Linked DNA regions of Gossypium hirsutum: region 1 is linked to region 2. The links are chromatin contacts, called in public Hi-C maps. All regions are on one chromosome and are shown on one strand. The core of a region is the stretch at or near the end of the contact, and the rest is flanking DNA. Distances in the headings are between cores, read along the strand shown. Region 1 holds the start of LOC107888835 (protein ESSENTIAL FOR POTEXVIRUS ACCUMULATION 1). Region 2 has its middle 7.4 kb from the start of LOC121206694.

What was found. Hi-C and Micro-C count contacts between places; a contact is called where the count stands out from the background.
Region 1: a Hi-C map of leaf shows a contact between it and region 2, with 2.4 times the contacts expected there. The contact joins the promoter of LOC107888835 here to the enhancer-like site in region 2. A contact is called at or near these places in 6 of 34 Hi-C or Micro-C datasets (callus, hypocotyl and leaf).

The regions. Positions count from the first base shown.
Region 1 is chrA09:31,475,834-31,481,129 of Gossypium_hirsutum_v2.1, reverse strand. It overlaps LOC107888835 (protein ESSENTIAL FOR POTEXVIRUS ACCUMULATION 1), which reads right to left and starts at 1,574. Exons shown (of 11, transcript XM_041077767.1): 1 at 1,234-1,574; 2 at 493-561; 3 at 307-401; 4 at 1-50. The coding sequence starts at 1,309.
Region 2 is chrA09:31,375,345-31,380,513 of Gossypium_hirsutum_v2.1, reverse strand. No RefSeq gene overlaps it. Among protein-coding and RNA genes, the nearest start is that of LOC121206694, 7.4 kb to the left of the region's middle. Within about 2 kb of position 3,258, at least 3 of the 9 cell types and tissues checked have an H3K27ac peak or open chromatin away from gene starts, as enhancers often do. A contact at or near this core is called in leaf, where this site is marked.

The DNA.
Region 1 (5,296 bases), core at 325-2,824, 100 kb before region 2:
TTGGAATCACCAGAGGTTCTATGGGACAACGAATTTGTGGCTCTTATATCCTGTCAGAGTAGTAAATTATACCACAGAAAGGATAGAAACCAAAATGAGAATTTGTCATAAGGTAAAAGTCAAATATAAATTTGTGATCAGCATTCAGTGATAGATGCTAGTCTAACTAAGTTTTACGTGATCAGATATACTTTTTACCCAAACTTTTGCTACATAAAGCTAAATAAAACTAGAGATCAACACATTAAACCCTCATATGGAAATGAACTAAGTACCATATTAACAAAAGAAAATAGAGTTCCATACCCCAGATGTTCCAGTAGCTAACACCTTAGAATCAGATGGTTTAGAGTAAAGCCACTGTGGAGACAAAGGTATATTGCTCTCTGAAATTGCTTGATCTGCTAGGGAAAAAAAGGGTAAGATTTTACAATAAAAGAGAACTTAGGCTTTTAAAATGCAAAAACATCAACATACGACAAATAGCATTACCTTTGGTGCCCTCAAGTAACCCCACGTGTCCTTTGTCCTCCAAGTTCCCATCCCACGCTTCACCTAAAACTAACAATATCTGAGATCATTAATACATAGGCTAATTTGGCAGAAATCATAACCTCAGCCTGTCTCTATGGAGTCCTAAAGTATCAAATTATTTGAGAACGAACTGCCAATTTTCCTAATTGAAATAGGTGATCCTTTCATTGAATTCAATCTGTCGAAATAATAAGAAGAAGACATACTACAGTACCATATCAACTTCAACGTTGCAGTTTATATTTTGCAATAATTAAGATAAGCAACTAAAGTAATCTTTTCTTCTTTCATAAAAGTAATATCCATTGTCTGGTGCATCTAAATCGAAGGTTTAAGCTTAATATAATTTCACATAGAAACAATTGTGCACTTCCTTTTTTTTTCTAATTATAATCTCTTATAACAACACAGCAAAAAGAAATAGAAGGTTTCAACAAAATCGAACGAGATCTTAGGGGCAAAAATAAATAAACCATGAACGAAATCTGAAAAATCTAGATTTAATAAATTAAACCAAACTAGTAAATTTCAAAAAATGAAATATTCCGGAAGAAAAAAGAATAGAATAATAGGGGAAAACGAAGAGATTGAATTGAAATGGAAAGCAATACAATCAGCATGCAATAAGATAAAATTAGAGGAAACAATGAGACAAATATTTGATCGTAAAAAGGAAAGGGAAAAGAGAATGTAGAATACCTTTGAGAGAGGAGTGGTCGAAGCTGGTTTTGGAGGAGAGGAGATCATCAGGTAGATCTAATTTTCCGTCAGCCATCGAGAGAATATAAAAAGCAGAGATCGCGGCGGAGATACGGCGGCGTTTAAGATTCTGAAAAAAAGGTAAAGGCAGAGGGAGAGAGAGATCAAATGGGTCGATGAGAGAAAAGGGTCTGAAGAGAGGAACGATTTTGCACAGAGAGCGTGAGAGAGGAATCGCTAGGTTAACAATAGCTATTTTCTCTTAGTTATTTTTTAGCTTTGACAGAGATAGAGAAGGACCTTCAAAATTAAATAAAATACTATATAAATATCTCTTAGATAGTATACTGCCGTTTGTGGGTTTTGCTTATAATAAAGGGAGGGTTAATTCCTAAATAGCCCCTTAATTTTGCTATTTAATTTTTGTAAATTTTTGTGTTTTTAAGTTCTTAATATTTTAATTTGCACACTAATGTGCTCTTACTTTTTATCTTTATGTAAATTAATCCATAATATTTAATTTACAATAGTTTTTTTACGGGAGAAATTGTTTTTTAAATAATTATCAAAAAATTAAATTCATCTTTAGAATTACTTTCGCTTAATTCCTTTGGATGTAAATTTTGATTTATTTTTTCTCCAAGTCATTTGCTTTTTCTATTTTGTTTTGTCCAAGCATGGTAAGTGTCAACTTCCAAGTTGGCTACCTCCTTTCTTTCTCTCCCACCAATTTTTATTTATTCTCCCCATTCACTCCATATATCTTTTCTATTTTCAGTTTGTAGATCTAGCTTGTGGGTATATTTATTATCTTTACAAGTTATTATGGATAGATTACGGTGTTTGTCGTCGTTGAAACTCCATTGGCCTCAAACAGTTTATCTTGGAAAGTGGGTGCCTCTTTTTATCAGCTTTTTAATTTGTTTTTATTTTACAAGTCAATTTGGACTTTTGTTGTCTTTAAGTTTTATATGTTTGTTTTCCATTGTTTAATAAGTCTTTTACTTTTAGAAGTTTTTGCCTTGTAACACCCCTTACCCATATCCAAGGCCAAAACAGGGTACGAGGCATTACCAGACTTAACCATACACATAGACAAAAATCGGGCCATAAAATTTCATTTAATTCAAAACTTTTCGAACACATGCATAGACTCATAATTAAAGACATATAATGTGGCATAAATGAGTACTTACACATCCATAATCATGCAATAACATGTCATTCACTTTAAACATATTTGCTTACCATCCTGTATATAATATACATTCTTACACTAACTAGAACTGGACATGTTAAATCTTATTCTCATCTTATACCATCATAATGTAGTTACCAATTTGTCCATTAAACATCCATATTCAAGGTAATATTACTCATGTCCATTTAATTCATGATCGACTGGCCTGTATTTAACTTACCTGATGTATTACCAATCATGCATAATAAACAAAGCTAACTATATCATCACATCAAAACATAGGACATGGCATGATTAATTAAACTTACAAACCATAATGGATAAAGACCACATCTCATGATCATATACGATGACTCAATGCAGACCGATACGTATGGTCAAAGTCATAATAATAATACATATCACAAACCAACTTCCTATACATGCCACTCACTTGATATTTCTAATATTTGAATTAATTCTCCCAAAAATGATAGCTTGATAGTGTGATTTTGCCTCCGACAATCTCCAACCCCGAGCCGACCAGCCAAAACTGAAGAAGTAGAGAGGAGGGGTAAGCTTTACGCTTAGTAAGTCCATATGAAGTTAATAAGCAATTACCCACATGTTTTTTTTTAGGTAAAACATCATAATCGTACAATTTACTCTTGTTCAGGTTAAGTTGTTTTACCAAATTACAGTTACTAATTCATTTATATCTGGAGCTACGAGACTCCAAATTAAGTTTCGTTAATTTTCCTTGAAACTAGACTCGTATACCTTTCTCCCATAAAATTTCCAGAATTTTTGGTTTAGCCAATTAGTACAGTTTATTCATTAAAGTTTCCCCTGTTTTGCTGTCCAATAGTTCTGACCTCTCTTCACTAAAAATTATTTTTCTCATAGTACAGAATTCTGATAATGCTCTCATCTATCTTTCTAGAGAACAGACTCATTAAGGATTTTAAAAATATAAATTACAACCCATAATTATTTTTATACAATTTTTAATGATTTTCTCAAATTGGAACAGGGGATCACAAAGTCATTCAGACTCTGTCTCACAACAATTTAAATATCTCATAATACCGTTGCACATACCGTTTGCATATATCGTTTCTTCTATGTGAAACTAGACTAATTGGGCTTTAAACTCATATTTTATTCAGCTCCTAATTCAATTTCCACAATTTATGGTGAATTTTCAAATTTGCACCACTGTAGTAACCCAAAACTGCCAAGGCTAAATTTACTCATTCATTACTATTATTCACCAAATCCATACAATATCATTTCATTCATAATGGTAAGAACACATAATTATGCTTCATAAGCATAAATCCATAATCTCAATGTCATCAAGTATCAAGGACTTATTCCAAATCATGTCATTTTCATAATATTCACCAAATACTATGTACATTATAGATCATCACATGTCAAGGCATCACACATAAGTTTAGTGTACATACCTGTACAACTTGTAACATAACTCAAAGACATACTCACTAATGGCTTATCTCATTGGGATCATCAACGAATACTTCACCAAATTACCCATTGAACACTTGGAATATAATCGAATACATGGAATGCATGCACATAAGTGCCATGCCCACAGCTAGACAAACTCAATAGCCTGCGGAATATATGTGTAGCCAAGCTACCATGTAACCCACCCATAAGTGAACTCGGACTCAACTCAACGAGCTCGGGCGTTCGCATTTATAAGTGAACTCGGACTCAACAAGTTCAAATACCTAGTTACATCTCACGAACTCGGACTCAACTCAACGAGTTCGGAACTCAAATATCCTTGTGACATGTCACTTGTATCCTAATCTATTCCTAAGGTTCAAATGGGATTTTCGTCGATCACACATCTTTGTCTTCTTCCACGGAATGTTAGAACCGATATTTGGTAGCATTTCATATTTATCAAGTAATTCACATAATTTTGCATATTACTCAACAATAACCACAAAGCATAATATTTCATAATAATAATTATCATATCATATAAATAACATTAAATTACTTAAAATGACAATTATGTTACCAACATTTACACATGAACTTACATCTCATTTAATATCAAGGAAATAACATTAAGTTACACATTGCATTATTAAAAATCATATGAACTTACCTCGTATGCAAAAATGGCCATTTTTACCATTTTGTCCACAACCTGATATTTTCCGATTTTAGCCCGAATTTCGATTTTTCCTTGCTCTATCATTTCAAATATAGTCTAATTAGGACTCACATATTCAAATTAACCCAAAATCATATTTTGGAAAAATTACAATTTTGCCCCTAAACTTTGTCAAAATTACATTTTTCCCCTAGACTCGTAAATTAAACTTCATCCTATTTCCTTATGTTTTATGACATGCTGATCATTTTTTTCCTTCTATAGCAACATCAAATTTTCACTCTAACATGTACTTATGAACATTAGGTATTTTTACTGATTATGTCGTTTTACTCGTTTTCACGTAAAATCGCTTAGTAAAAGTTGTTTAACACAATTTCAAGCTTCATATTCTACCATAAAACATCAAAATAAACACATTTCACCTATGGGTATTTTTCCAAATATAAACCCTAGGCTAAATTATTGCTAAAATAAGCTTAACCAAGTTACCGGAATTTCAAAAATGTAAAGAACTTTAAAAACGGGGCTAGGGAGCACTTACAATCGAGCTTGGGAGTTTGAACAAACCTTAACCATGGCTGCTGCTGGTAGAAACGGTTGAATGAAGAAGACAATAGCTAATTTGGCTTATTTCCCTTTTTAATTCTTTTAATTATTAGTTTACCAAAATACCCCTAACTTAAAAATATTTTCTTACACCCATTTCATGTCTATTTTTGTCC
Region 2 (5,169 bases), core at 2,009-4,508:
CATGTATATCACCAATCAATCATCACATATCTATAATTTTACTTAAGCATAATCTTCATTTCATCATTTTAAAGCACAACATGTTAGCCGATTTTTCTCTTAGCATCTAAGGCACATGCATGCTCATTTGCTTGGCTCAACTTCACCTATCTTCCATTTTTCATCAAAAGGACATGAAACAACAACCATTTCCTTCATTTTAATTCATGACCGAATGCTCACAACACAACCAAAAATCAAAATATGCTTCATGAGTTAGGGTAGAATCAAGAAGAACTCATGAACATCAAGATAGAAGCAAACTACCATGAACTTACCTTGGATTTTCTTCCCCAAGTGACCGAACATTCAAGAGCTCTTTTCCTCTCCTTTCTCTTCTATTTTCAGCTTTCATGAACAAGAATGAACAAAAACCTTCATTTTCTTCCTTTTTGTTATTCTATTACTAAACATTTTATGACACAAAATAACATATATTATTTGTGTCATACTTATGCCATAACATCACTAAAAAAATTTGCACATGTTGTCTACCATTAACACCATGGCCGGCCACTACACATAAAATGGGGAGTTTGACATGCAAATCCTCTCATTTTGCACTACTATTTATTAGGCCACTACATATTAGCCTATAGCATTTTCGAAAAATTTCACATAAGTCCTATTTCGTAATTTCACTCACAAATGGCAGAATCAAAGCATGGGATTTTTACACATGCACTTTCACATGAAATAAACACATAATATAACATTTGATTATTTTTGGGACTCGGTTTTGTTATCCCGAAACCACTTTCCGACTAGGGCAAAATTAGGATTGTTACAATATTTTTTCATAATACTTTTCAAAAACAATTTTAAAAAGTATTACCAAACTAGCCCTAAATAGGCATCCAAAGGAAAATGGTAACTGTGTTCTCTTGTGTTAAGAACAAATGCCTTGAAGTTGGAATCTAATTCAACTTCTGGGCCTGCTAAGGAAATATTTGAATAATAATCTAGTTTTGATCCAAATCCCAAAAATTAACTTCAACAGGAATTCAACCCAATCCAATTTTAACATATAAAAGTTGGAAGGATAAAAGACATTGTTGGTCACCGTATATTTTCATTTTAATCATCTAGCTTTACAAGGCTATAATTACATCACCAACTATTTAAGATTGTTTAGTCGGTTGTTCTTTAATTGACATAATAATAAATTTAACCCTCCACCTTTATAAATTATGTCAAATTTGTCCTAATTCTAGAAATTTAAAAAATACATAACATTTTTCTGAAAATATTTCAAAAAATAATAATAATAACAAATAAATTTATAAAATTAGTATGGTTATCAATCCATGCTTTGCAAATCGTGATTGTTTAATTTTTTTGACTAAATTATAGAGTAAAAATTTGAAGGTAAATATATTCTCAAAGTTTCTATACTCTTTGTACAATTGGAATTTATTCCCCATATTTTTAATTTTAGAAATTTAATCCTATTATTTTTTTATTTAAAAATTCAGGTATAATTGTTAATATTATTGAAATTCTCCTATTAAATTCGTTGGAGTGAAATATTGAAATTAAAAGAAAAGTAAAAATGAAAAAAAAACAAATTATACAATGGATAAAAGTTGAGGGTTAGATTTTTAAGAATTAAGACTAAATTAACACAATATATAGATATTGAGGGTTAAAGTTGCTATTATACCAATTCTAAAAGCAGCCAATGTTAGCCAACCGGTGATCAAAGAAGACAAAATTGAATAACTAGGTGACCAATATATAGCTTTTCATAATTGGGTAACCAAAAAAGAAATTTACTAATAGTTAAGTAATTATTTTTTACTTTTCATAATTAAATGATAAAAAAAATTACTAATAATTGAGTGTCGACTAATATAATTTACCCTTATTATTATTGGGATTGAGTTAGTTATACTTCTAATTGGTCAACGTCATATTGGATAACCATGCCCGTAAATACTCACTTTTAAGAGAGAACAAATCAGTATGAAGATGAACTTCCAAACTCATGAACATGTTAGTGAAACAGATCAATATGACGGATATTAGTTTGCCATTCTAACATCTTTTACCAACTTCATACAAATAAATAAATTATAACATTTTTCACATTTATCTATCTCAACTTTAAATTTATTACCATTTTTAGTACAGCTATTATTTTCGGTTAAAAAAGATCTTTAAACCCATCAAATTGTTCCACATCACATTTTAATTTATTTTTAAATTTTAACTTTTTCTTTTTATTTATTTCTTTTTTATTTCATTGAAGTTTGTCTTTTTAGTTTCTGGGTTTTGAAGACCCGTTTCTTGCTTCATCAAATAAACCCTGATAAAGCAATTATAAACTTGTTTGCCTTATATGAAGATAAGATCAGCATTGCTGCCACTGAAAGATCAATGAATTCTTCAGTTTGAAATTGAAGTTGTTGTAACAAAATTGGTATAATCCCAGATTTTACGATCCGAAATTTGTTTTTGAGAAAAAAGAAAATTAAAGAAGTGAGAAATTCCTTTGGATTCTACAAGACACAAACCTTTTACGGCCAAATGCAAGGCCAAGAAGGGCAAACAAAGAAGCTTCAACCGCTTCAAAATCTTATGATTGAACTTTGAAGCATTGAACTCTATGGTTTTCCACCACCAAATCCTCCACTGACAAAAGAGAAGAAAAAATTTAGAAATTTAACTGATTATTCCGTGGTGTTCTTTGATTTTGCTCTTTGATGATATGGCGTTTTGCGTTGGCAATTTCTGTTTGGTCCTTTGATTTTGATCTTAGCTGATATATTGTTTAACTGAATATTAATTTTGTACGTGTACAAGTGCCTAAACTTGGTGTCTTCGGAAGCTTTTGTTCTAATTAATTATCATTTTTTAAAGGAAAAGATTAAATAAATAAACTTATGTTAATCAAACGAATCATGTTTTACTTGAAGTATCGCAATAACTGATTAAAAGGATAAGTTATATCTGTAAGAAAAATGGTATAAACAAAAAAATTATACTCACAATCTACTTGGTTTTAGTTCGAAAACTAACTTAAGTTGTGGAATCAAGCTCGAGTAGCTTGAGGCATGAGATTAATGCTTCATTTGAGTTGTTCCTGAGTTTAATGAAGTATATTCATTTTTAATATATATTTAATGTTAATTGCTAATTCAGCTCACACTACTTAATAATCTAGAGCTCAAAGTTAGAAGTGCGTGCATCGTATATATGCCTGCAAAATCCAACCGTGTTGACTTTTTAAAGTGAATAATACATGTAACATATTGACTTCACATTGGCCCACCACCCTTTGGGGGCTGTTTCGAGGAATGCTCTTAATGGAGAAATTTAGAATGATGAGATTAATGGTTTTGGCGTGGGTCAGTACCCTCTCATGGCAAGGCAAGGCAAGGCGTAACAACTGGGCTCAAACGAAAAGAAAGGAAGACCTTTACCACCAAAAAAATAAACTAGTTTAAATTGGATTACGTGATTAGCCTGGAAATCACAAACCTATACCAAAGCTTACAGAATTATAAGCTCCAAGATGGCCTCACTTGTTTGTTTCTCTACCCTTGTTCTTTCTTATGTTTATCTCATTCGCAAGAGTTAAAGCTTGATTCAAATCTTCTACAAGGTCCAATTCCTTGTACAATTGGATATCCAAAGAATTTATTTGAATTGAATCTAAGTAAAAATAAGCACAATGATTTGATCCCTTCATCACTATCTAATTTATTTGCATTCAACTATTTGTACCTTGAGTCAAATAATTTCCTCGTGAAATTGGAAACATAAAGTTTTTTATTGTGTTGGATCTGCATCCCATTCCAATTTCCTAGACTAATACTTTTTCACTCGACTCATTTTGGGGCAATAAGCATTTATGTGGAATTGTCCCTGGCTTCTCTCCTTGCCCTCCCATTGCAAATACAAAAACAGGCAGTGAAGTGATACACAAGGAGAAACCCACAAAAATCGTCCTTCCAATTGTCTGCTTTTAGCCTTTTTGACTTCAGGATTTTTACTCTGCCTTTGATGAAGATCAAAAAATAACATTCTTAATCCACAGTCTGGATCTGAAACAATCATTGAAGCGATAAAAGGCTTTGATATCCAATATTGCACTGGCATCAGCGGTTATGATAATGTTTATAGAGCACAATTATCAAGCGGAAAGATTGTTGCTTAAAGAAGCTTCATGGTAAAGAAGCAGAGGTCCCAGCTTTTGACCGGAGTTTCAAGAATGAGGAAAAAATGTTTTCAGAAGCACTGCACAAGAACATTGTGAAGCTTCATGGATTTTGTCTCCGTAATCGTTGAATGTTTTAGATTTACCAATACACGGCTCAAGGGAGCTGAACGTTGTGCTGCTTGCGCAAAAAACAATGAAAATTTTTAACAATTTGAAGGTTTTTAACAGTGTCGAGTTATATAATATAGAAAATTTTCTAATGAAATACGAAAATCCGAAGATCAAAGCCAAGATTGTGAATTGGTAAATGTATTGGTCAAATTAATAGAGAATTAAGCAATTACTAATCTAATTGATTCAAGAATTATTAGTGCAACAAAATAAAAGGGATATTTGAGATAATTCTAAATTAACAAATTAAACAAACTAATCTAATTTTCTTCTTGTTGTTTTGAAAGATGCAAATGATAGGACGATGGTCAATTGATTAGTCAATTGCTAACTAAGCTAATAACCTATCTCAATTAAATCGCTCGTTACCCTTAACTAGAAATTCCTTTTGGTCTCATCCTAATTCGAATTACTAGCTAAGCTCTCCTTTCGGTCTCTCTTAGACAAATAGTTCTCCTCCTGGTCTCACTACCAGATACAATTATATGAAAGTATGCAGTAATAAACTCTCCTCTTAGTCTCGTTTACTAAAATTTTCCACTAGATGCATCAATTCTAGTGTATTAATTATTTCAATATAAAATAAGAAATAATTAGTCAAAGATATTCATTAACCCATTCTAACAACCTATTAATTAATTGACCAACAAACAACATTAGCATACATGATCAAACTCAATAATCAAACGAACATATCAAACACATGGCGTGCACAAATATAAAAGGAAAAATTTAAGAAGTGTTCATTACAATATGTCGACCACATGAAGTCCACAAGCTTGATCATCCCCATC